Linked DNA regions of Canis lupus: region 1 is linked to region 2. A link is a contact called in public Hi-C data. All regions are on one chromosome and are shown on one strand. Each heading gives the region's core, a stretch centred on a gene start, on an enhancer-like site or on the middle of the called end of the contact. The rest is flanking DNA. Distances are from core to core; before and after follow the strand shown. Region 1 holds the start of MIS18BP1 (mis18-binding protein 1). Region 2 holds the start of LOC119872819 (translation initiation factor IF-2-like).

Region 1 (3,534 bases), core at 992-3,491, 310 kb after region 2:
GAGTAGCCTGAAGGCCAAGCACACTCAACCTAACAGAGGGAGGTCACTAACAAGTTCCTTCTTGGACTAGAGAAGAGAAGAATGTGAATTCTAAAATGGTATGCTTCTGCTTCACTAACTGCTTAAAACTATTTGGAAAATCTAACTGTTGCCATTTATTCTGAAAACTGACAAATGCTGATACACTAAGAAAAAAATTGCTATTTATGAAAAAGATTTGGGTATGAGAAAACCATCATATGAAAAAGCTAGCTATGAGCACTTTATAGGTATGTAAATATATACATAAAGCTAAACAACTGTTTTTTTTTATCATGGATATGATGCTGAATTTAACTGTTACTCTTCTTCCCAAAATTACATGAAAAGTTCTTCTAGGGATTTACTGTAGTGGTAGCAATAGTAACAATAACAATTATTATAATGGAAAGGGTCAAAAATCCCAAAGCACACTAATTAAAACTGGGAGGTGGAAACAGAAAAAAATGAGAGGAATTTTAAGTTAACTGGTAAATGATATATGGCGGGGGGGGGGGGGGGGACCCAAAAACAAACTCAGCACTTGGTATACAAAGGAATTGATTGATTCAATTACTATAAATAACATTCAAAGTCACCAAATGAATCAATTTTTAAAAATGAGCAACACAGAAAACGACCAAAAGGTATGAAAGGCAATTGATAAAGAATACAGAAAGCTACTCAGTGAGTCAAATGACATTTCGTTTTACTAATAATTGAAGAGCTGCAAATTAAAACAATGGGACTTCTTGTTTATCAGATTTGAAAAGATCAATTTCAAAATATAGGTGTGCATGCTGTCGATCAAGAAATTCCATTTCTAAATTTTTTTCTTATGGAAACTACATTAAGAATGCAAATATGTAAATGGTAATAACAGTCAATATTTATTGCATATATGTCAAGCACTACATAACCTTACAGCAATTCTTAAAAGTTTTGAAGATGGGGAAACTAAGGCACAGGTGGTTAAATAATCTGCCCAAGGTCCCACAGACAATGATTAGAGCAGGACCTAAGTCAAGGCCCAAACGATATACAGGGACGTTCACTGAAGTACTGGACAAACTATAAACAATGTAGATCTCCACCACTATGGGACGAAATTCTGCTATATTCATACAACTGAATTCTATGTATTCAATAAAAAGATATATTCCTGTATATGAACTGACATAGAAAACAGCGAGGATATATTCAATAAAAAAGGAAGGAGTAGAAGAGGACATACAGTTGCATTTCTATACAACACATGAGCAAAAGCATAGGAAAAAAAATCCGGAATTGTACCAAATTGTGACTTTGAAGAGTAGGATGAGAGGGTCCTCCATTTGCTAAATAATTTTATTAACATCTAAATGTGTTTGCAAACAATGTGTAATTGAACCAGAAGAAATTATAAGCTCGATGGATCAAGTGCGTCTACAGCGCTGTGGATCTTGGGGTCCAAGAGCAGTGATGCACACAAATCATTCTAACGTAAAGGTTTTTTGGGGGTTGTGTGTGTGTGTGTGTGTGTGTTTTTTTTTTTTTTTTACAGAAATGATTTTAGAACAAAGTCCTAGAGCGTTCACCACTGAAACGAATCTGAACGACAGCAGACACGCAACAAATACGTAGACAACGAATAAATAGTCATGAAACCCCTACCGACGCCGAAAGTGTAGAAAAGCCCACGGCGGGCCAAGAATGCTGATGGGTGGGGACCCTCAGCGCCAGCGGGGGGGGGGGGGGGGGGGCGAGCGCGGGACGGGAGGGGAGCGGGGCAAGGAGTTCATACCTTGGGTGAAGGGCCTCATAGGGCTAGAAGCCGGCAGTCCGGGCTTGGCTTCGCGAAGGGTGGGCGGGCGATCCCAGGGCTCGCGCCTCTGGCCCCGCAGCCCAAGCCCAGGCGACCCGTACCCCCTCGCGAGGTTCCCAGTCACCCACAACAGTTGGGGAATTCAAATTCGAAGAGCCCGCCCTCCGGCCAGCCCCGCATTGGCGCGCTCAAGAAGTGCGTCACCGTGCGACTCGAGAAAACTCGGGGTGGCCCCGAAGCGCGAGGGCAATATTCTTTCTACAAAAGGAGGGTAACCCCGAGTTGCCAAGAGAACCTACAAGGCCACTCCGGTCTTTTGAAGAACTCGTTTCCTTTTCGGACGGCCGGCGCCCCAGCACGTTCCGCGGCTTCTCCCGTTAGGCTCTGCGGCCGGAAGGCTTACGTCCGACGTCGCTTGCGTTCTCGTGCGCTACTGCGGGTTGTTAAGTTTGGCCCTTCCGAGCCACCGTCCTCCCGTACGGGTTTGGTAGCGGGCGGCGTCCAGCTCTCGGGTTGCTCAGTGTCTGAAGAATCAGCTTTCCGGGCGCTCGTTTGACAGAGCTTTTAGTTTTCCCTGGCCGCGGTGATTTGAGAATGAGAAAGAACGTTTTGCTCTTGAGACGAAAACAGACTCAATGCAAAGTTAGCGATGCTTGCAATGGGATGTGTAATTTGAGCTATTTTGCCAAGGAGTGTGACGTTTTTTGAACCTGATTGTTATCGAATCCCAAAAGCTTTTAATATTGAGGACTCTGGGTTGCAAAGCCACAGTGAGGTCTGCGGCAGCGCAGTGAGACTGAGCCCTGCCTTAGGTCGCGCGCAGTGGTGCTCTGACCAGCGCGGGTTTGGGGGGCGCCCTTCAACTCAAGGCCCAGGCAAGACGCATTCGCTGGCTGGAAGCATTGTTTCAGTTTTGTGGGCGGAGAAGGAGGAGCAGAGGAGTAACACGTTTTCAACCCCAAACCCCTTCCAGATCCTATCCTGCGTCTTCTGCCCACGAACCCCAGCCCCCTCCCAACAAGTCACCCTGGGGCAGGAGAGTTTCTTTTGCCCTCATCCAAGGAAATTCCTCAGCATCCTAAAAACATGTTAATCGCATTTCTCCGTTGACACTGGACTGATTGTAACGGATTGTTTAAAGTGACTTTTGCAATCCCCTCGTCTAAATCCTGTTTTCACTAAATCTTGCGCACCCCGAATATTAAGAGTCCGAAATATAAACTTGAAACATGCAAATGAATGCAAGTAAGGAGGAGAAAACAGTTGAGATGAGGAGAGGGAAGGAAAGCAAATCTACATAGATAAAATGAAGTTTCTGTCTGTGCAGCGTAATGAGGAAATGACTGGACATGAACCAGATTTGTGGGAAAAGCTAGACGTTGAGGTACCTATTTAGTGAAAGCATATGAAAGCATGTGAAATGCGCTTTGTGTGCCAGAGACTTCGAGGATTTGGGAATTCATATTCCAAAGCATCTGAAGTAGAAGTAGGAGAGGTTTCTATGCCTGACCTGGAGATGGCCGTGGCTCACACATTCAGCCAGAATAAGAATCTTAAAATATTAAGGATAGACACTCAGAAATATAGACATTTCTTTTTTTAAATAACCTCTTTTCATCTGAGAAACTGCTAGTATAGAGCATGCTCCAGGGTGAACAGCAGCAGGGATCCACCTACGGATGACTAATGATTTTCCGAACAAAATGGGAGAA
Region 2 (3,922 bases), core at 1,146-3,645:
AGCTTCAGCATGAGTCACGTTTCTGCTATTCTCCAGAAATGGTGACAACCACCACTATTGGGTTTTGTTTTCAGGAAGAGAATAACCCAATCAGTATAAAATTAATTTCCACGTCTTGTGAAAGATTATCAATTGAGCATATAATCCACATTTTAAAACATTTTTCAAGGGTGTTCTACTTGCAGAATAGTTTTAATGTTGAGACTAAAGTTTTTGCATGTAAATTCCAATACAGACACACTAGTCGTTTAATCACACAGAACCTCAGTTTCTTCATCTGTGAAATGCCGTAAGAAAGAAGAAAAACAGAGAAACTAAAAACAACAGACTGTGCCAGAATTATTAATTCTTCCCTTTTGGGCAGAGCCTCTTTCCTCCTCCTCTGAGCGATGTCCATTTCTTCCTATCACCACCTGCAGTAATAATCTTGAGAAAGCCAAACTTGTACCCTCCACTCCTCTGTCACTAGACTCTTTGAGAGAGGTCCACAAGGAAGGTCCTTGTCAGCGCCCTGACCGACCATCACACTAGTCAAGAGGCCCACCAGACTCAGCGGTGACCGAGGAGCCCAGTGAGGTGTTGGGCGGGCCTTGAGCTCTCCGTATTGCATGTTCTGGGGGTTGGGTTTCACTTTCCAGACAACCATTATTCGTTGAACAGTTGGATGGGTGATATCTCAACAGTATCTGCATTTGTAATGGGGGGTAAGGTAGTTTTCCAGGGTGGCCTGGGTTCTCCAGGAGCTAAGCCATATAAGCTCCGACCCTTTAAGCGAGGATACAAGAACTAGGGCTTACTGAATGGAACAGTGGTTGAGCCCACGGACTCCAGCACTAAGCAGCTCTGGCTTCAATTCCCAGCCATCACCTAATGTGTGGTACTTGAGCATTTCCGACACTCAAGTGTTTTCGTCTCCACAGTGGGGCTAAAGCAACCTGATGTCTCTCCACGTTATTAACTTCCTGTAAATTACAGCACCCTCGCCAAATTATGAACACTAAAGAGAGGCATTAACCCACTAACTGATTCACCTCTTCTTAACTACATACTTACATCAAAAGCTTGCATAGTTAAAATTTGCTGGGAAAACGAAGCTTTCCCTTCTGAGTTAAGCCCATAAGAAGACAAGACCTAGAAGCAAACGAAAACCAAGGTCCTCAAAGGATACAAACCTCAAAACAGCCAAGCAGGTTTGCCAACAGAGCTCCGCCTCCACGCAAGCCCGGCCCACTTCCGGCTGCCCCACCCACCCACCCACCCTCTGACACTGGAACGCCGCCCCTCTCCGTGAGGTCCCGCCCCCCCGCACCTGATCTTGGCTCCCATTGGGCGAATCTGGATGCTGTATACACCCCCGACACACGCACGTTTGGCAGGGGCGTCTTCGCGCCTGCGCAGCAGCGCCGTCAGGCGGCTGGGTACTAGGGGCTGGGGGGAGGGGGCCGGAGGAGGTCAGGCCGAATCTTCCTCCGTAATAAGAAGCTACGCGTCCTGCGGTCCTGGCTCCGTGGGTCGGGTCGGATCCGGCCTGGGCGGTGGAGCTGCTGTGGCTCCCGCCGCGGCGGGTGCGATGGAGGCCGTGCCAGAGCCCAGCACTCACGCCGGGGAGGCCCAGACAGCGGACGGTGCTAGTAGATGAGGCGGCGGCGGCGGCGGCACGGGCTCTCCATGAGCAAGCGGCGGCGGCGACGGGTGCGGCGGCACCGGCGGTTTTCGGTCCCCGGGGAGGTACGAGAAGTCGGCTTCCTGGTGGACGGAGACTGGCCGGTGTGCGGACGCCTTCCGCGGCCCGGCTCTGCCGCCCAGCGCCCGCAGTCCCAGGCGCTTAGGGGACCCTTACCTGGACGCGGGCAAGGCCGCCCAGCCGTTTCACCTGCTCGGGGCTCGGGGGCCCGCCAGCCTTGCGGGGCCAGCCCAGGTGCCGGGCCTTGGCTAGCGCAGAGGGCCGGGGGCGGGGTAGGCGTGGCCCGAGCGCGGGGGCCGGAGGCGGGCGCCCACCGCGCGGCCAGCCGGTCCCGGCCGCGAAGCCGCGTGCAGCTTCACGGGGGAGCGCGTGGCCCTTTTCCAGGCTATCTCGGGGTGTGATTCCAGAGAGGACCCTTAGGACCGCCGAGCTCTTAGGGAGTGCAGCGTTCTGTGCCTAGGGCGAGCGGTCCAGGTTCTCACGACCGCTGTCACCCTTGAAAATGACCGCAAAAGAAAGGTGTCGTTTTGCCAAGGAAATAGAGGTCGGTGGAGTCTTCCTGGCTTACTTAAACTGGAGGGCCTGTTGAATCCCGACAGCGATGCCAGCAGCATACCTCCTCCAGGGCTTCTGATACAGTGCTTAACCAAAGTCTTTTTCGACGGTGTGGTGAAATCCTAAAACAATTTTTAGTGAAGCTCTTGGCAGCCATTTCCCCACTTTTTTTTTTTTTTTTTTTACTCATTTTTGTTGTAATTTTCTTTGTAACAAATCACCACCTTAATGCTGAAACGATTAAGTGTCCTCTAGTTCTTCCAGTCCTCTCTACCCCTGTCTTTCCCTTCCCCCTCCCCCCCAAAAAGGCTAAAGAAGTTAGTTTCGTTTTACAGATATATATATATATATAAGTATACATAAAATTGTAGTTTGCCTTTCTTAAGTATATCCATTGCTGTAGTTATTCTTTATTCGGTCATGTCTAAAAGATGGTTTGAAGAAAAACAGTGCAGAGATTTACGATTCCTTCCCAGGGCAACATTTGGGAATCTGAGCTCAGGCTTGTGACCTTGCTACAAAGTTTTTTAAAATTACACAGAAATAAAGGAAACCATGAAGAAAGTTATTTTCATTTTTAAAGCATTTGAATGCCATGGGATTTTTGAAAAATCTCCAAAAACATTAAGAAACAGTTGGTGTTTGCCTAAGGCTCCAGATTTGCCACGCCCTCTTATTCCGAAATGGTTGACTAGAGCCAGCACGTTACTGACTATGAATAAACAGCTACACTGAAGACTAAATATAGTGTTGAATATTTTAGAGCCCACAGTATCTTGCCTCAAGCTGAAAATACTGTGTGTGCGTGCGCCCGCGTTGTCTATATTGTAGAACTGAACTTTTAGTCGGCTAGTATTGTAAAATCGGTTTAAATTTATTTAAAGTGTAAAAACAGTTTTTTGGTTTTTTTTTTTTAACGGTAGTTAACACAATGTTACATTAGTTTCAGGTGCACAACATAGTGATTCTGCAAGTCTGTACTCTGTGAACTTCATTTCTTACACAAAAACACAGAGGTCTGCACTTCTGAATATTGGATTTATGTTGTGCCTGCTTTTCTTTTTCATGAAAATATACTTTTCCATAGAAGCAACATTGAGGAACCCTATGATGTTTTTAGTTTAGGCAGTTATTATCTCAAGTAAAGCCGTATTTTCAATTCAGTTTCATTAGGACCTCATTCTTTAACTTTGTACAATTTTGCTTTGTATACTACACATGACCTGAACGTGTTACTAGAATACTCTCAGTGACTAAAAACAAATTGCTTAGCTAACTTCAAGGTTAGGAGAAGGATAAATAGTTTAAATAAGGAGGACACCCCCATTCGTTCCCAAAACATACAAAGAGGGGAATCAGATTACTTACCAAGTCAGATCTTCACAGCAGGGCCTCTATAGTTAAAATAGAATATCCAGAATAGTCCTAAACTGTAAATGAAAAATCCCAAAGTGCATAGAAATGATTTTTGTATCAACTGGGCACTATTCAGTTAAGTACTCTGGATTACTTTTCATATGTGGTCTTTCAAAGATAATTGGCCATTATTCTGTAGCCCAGCTAAGAATTCCATTATAGCATTTTCATAAGTGGAATCATGTATATTAAAAAGGAAATGAAGCACAGCTTGTATTTTGAAGAGCTAAGGAGGTTTTACATGAGGAATGCGCCCGACCAAATTTA

Evidence for each region. A called contact is a pair of places that touch in the nucleus more often than the background predicts.
Region 1: a contact with region 2 is called in a Hi-C map of liver, with 2.2 times the contacts expected there. The contact joins the promoter of MIS18BP1 here to the promoter of LOC119872819 in region 2. A contact is called at or near these places in 4 of 9 Hi-C or Micro-C datasets (blood, liver and skin fibroblasts).

What each region holds. Positions count from the first base shown.
Region 1 is chr8:22,894,694-22,898,227 of UU_Cfam_GSD_1.0, forward strand. It overlaps MIS18BP1 (mis18-binding protein 1), which reads right to left and starts at 2,242. Exons shown (of 17, transcript XM_038544624.1): 1 at 2,122-2,242. It overlaps LOC111097209 (a long non-coding RNA gene), which reads left to right and starts at 1,853. Exons shown (of 7, transcript XR_005363214.1): 1 at 1,853-3,534.
Region 2 is chr8:22,589,379-22,593,300 of UU_Cfam_GSD_1.0, forward strand. It overlaps LOC119872819 (translation initiation factor IF-2-like), which reads right to left and starts at 2,396. Exons shown (of 4, transcript XM_038544087.1): 1 at 2,301-2,396; 2 at 1,897-2,140; 3 at 1,310-1,824; 4 at 327-1,131. The coding sequence starts at 2,396. The coding sequence ends at 1,042. C8H14orf28 reads left to right here and starts at 1,425. Exons shown (of 5, transcript XM_038544600.1): 1 at 1,425-1,728.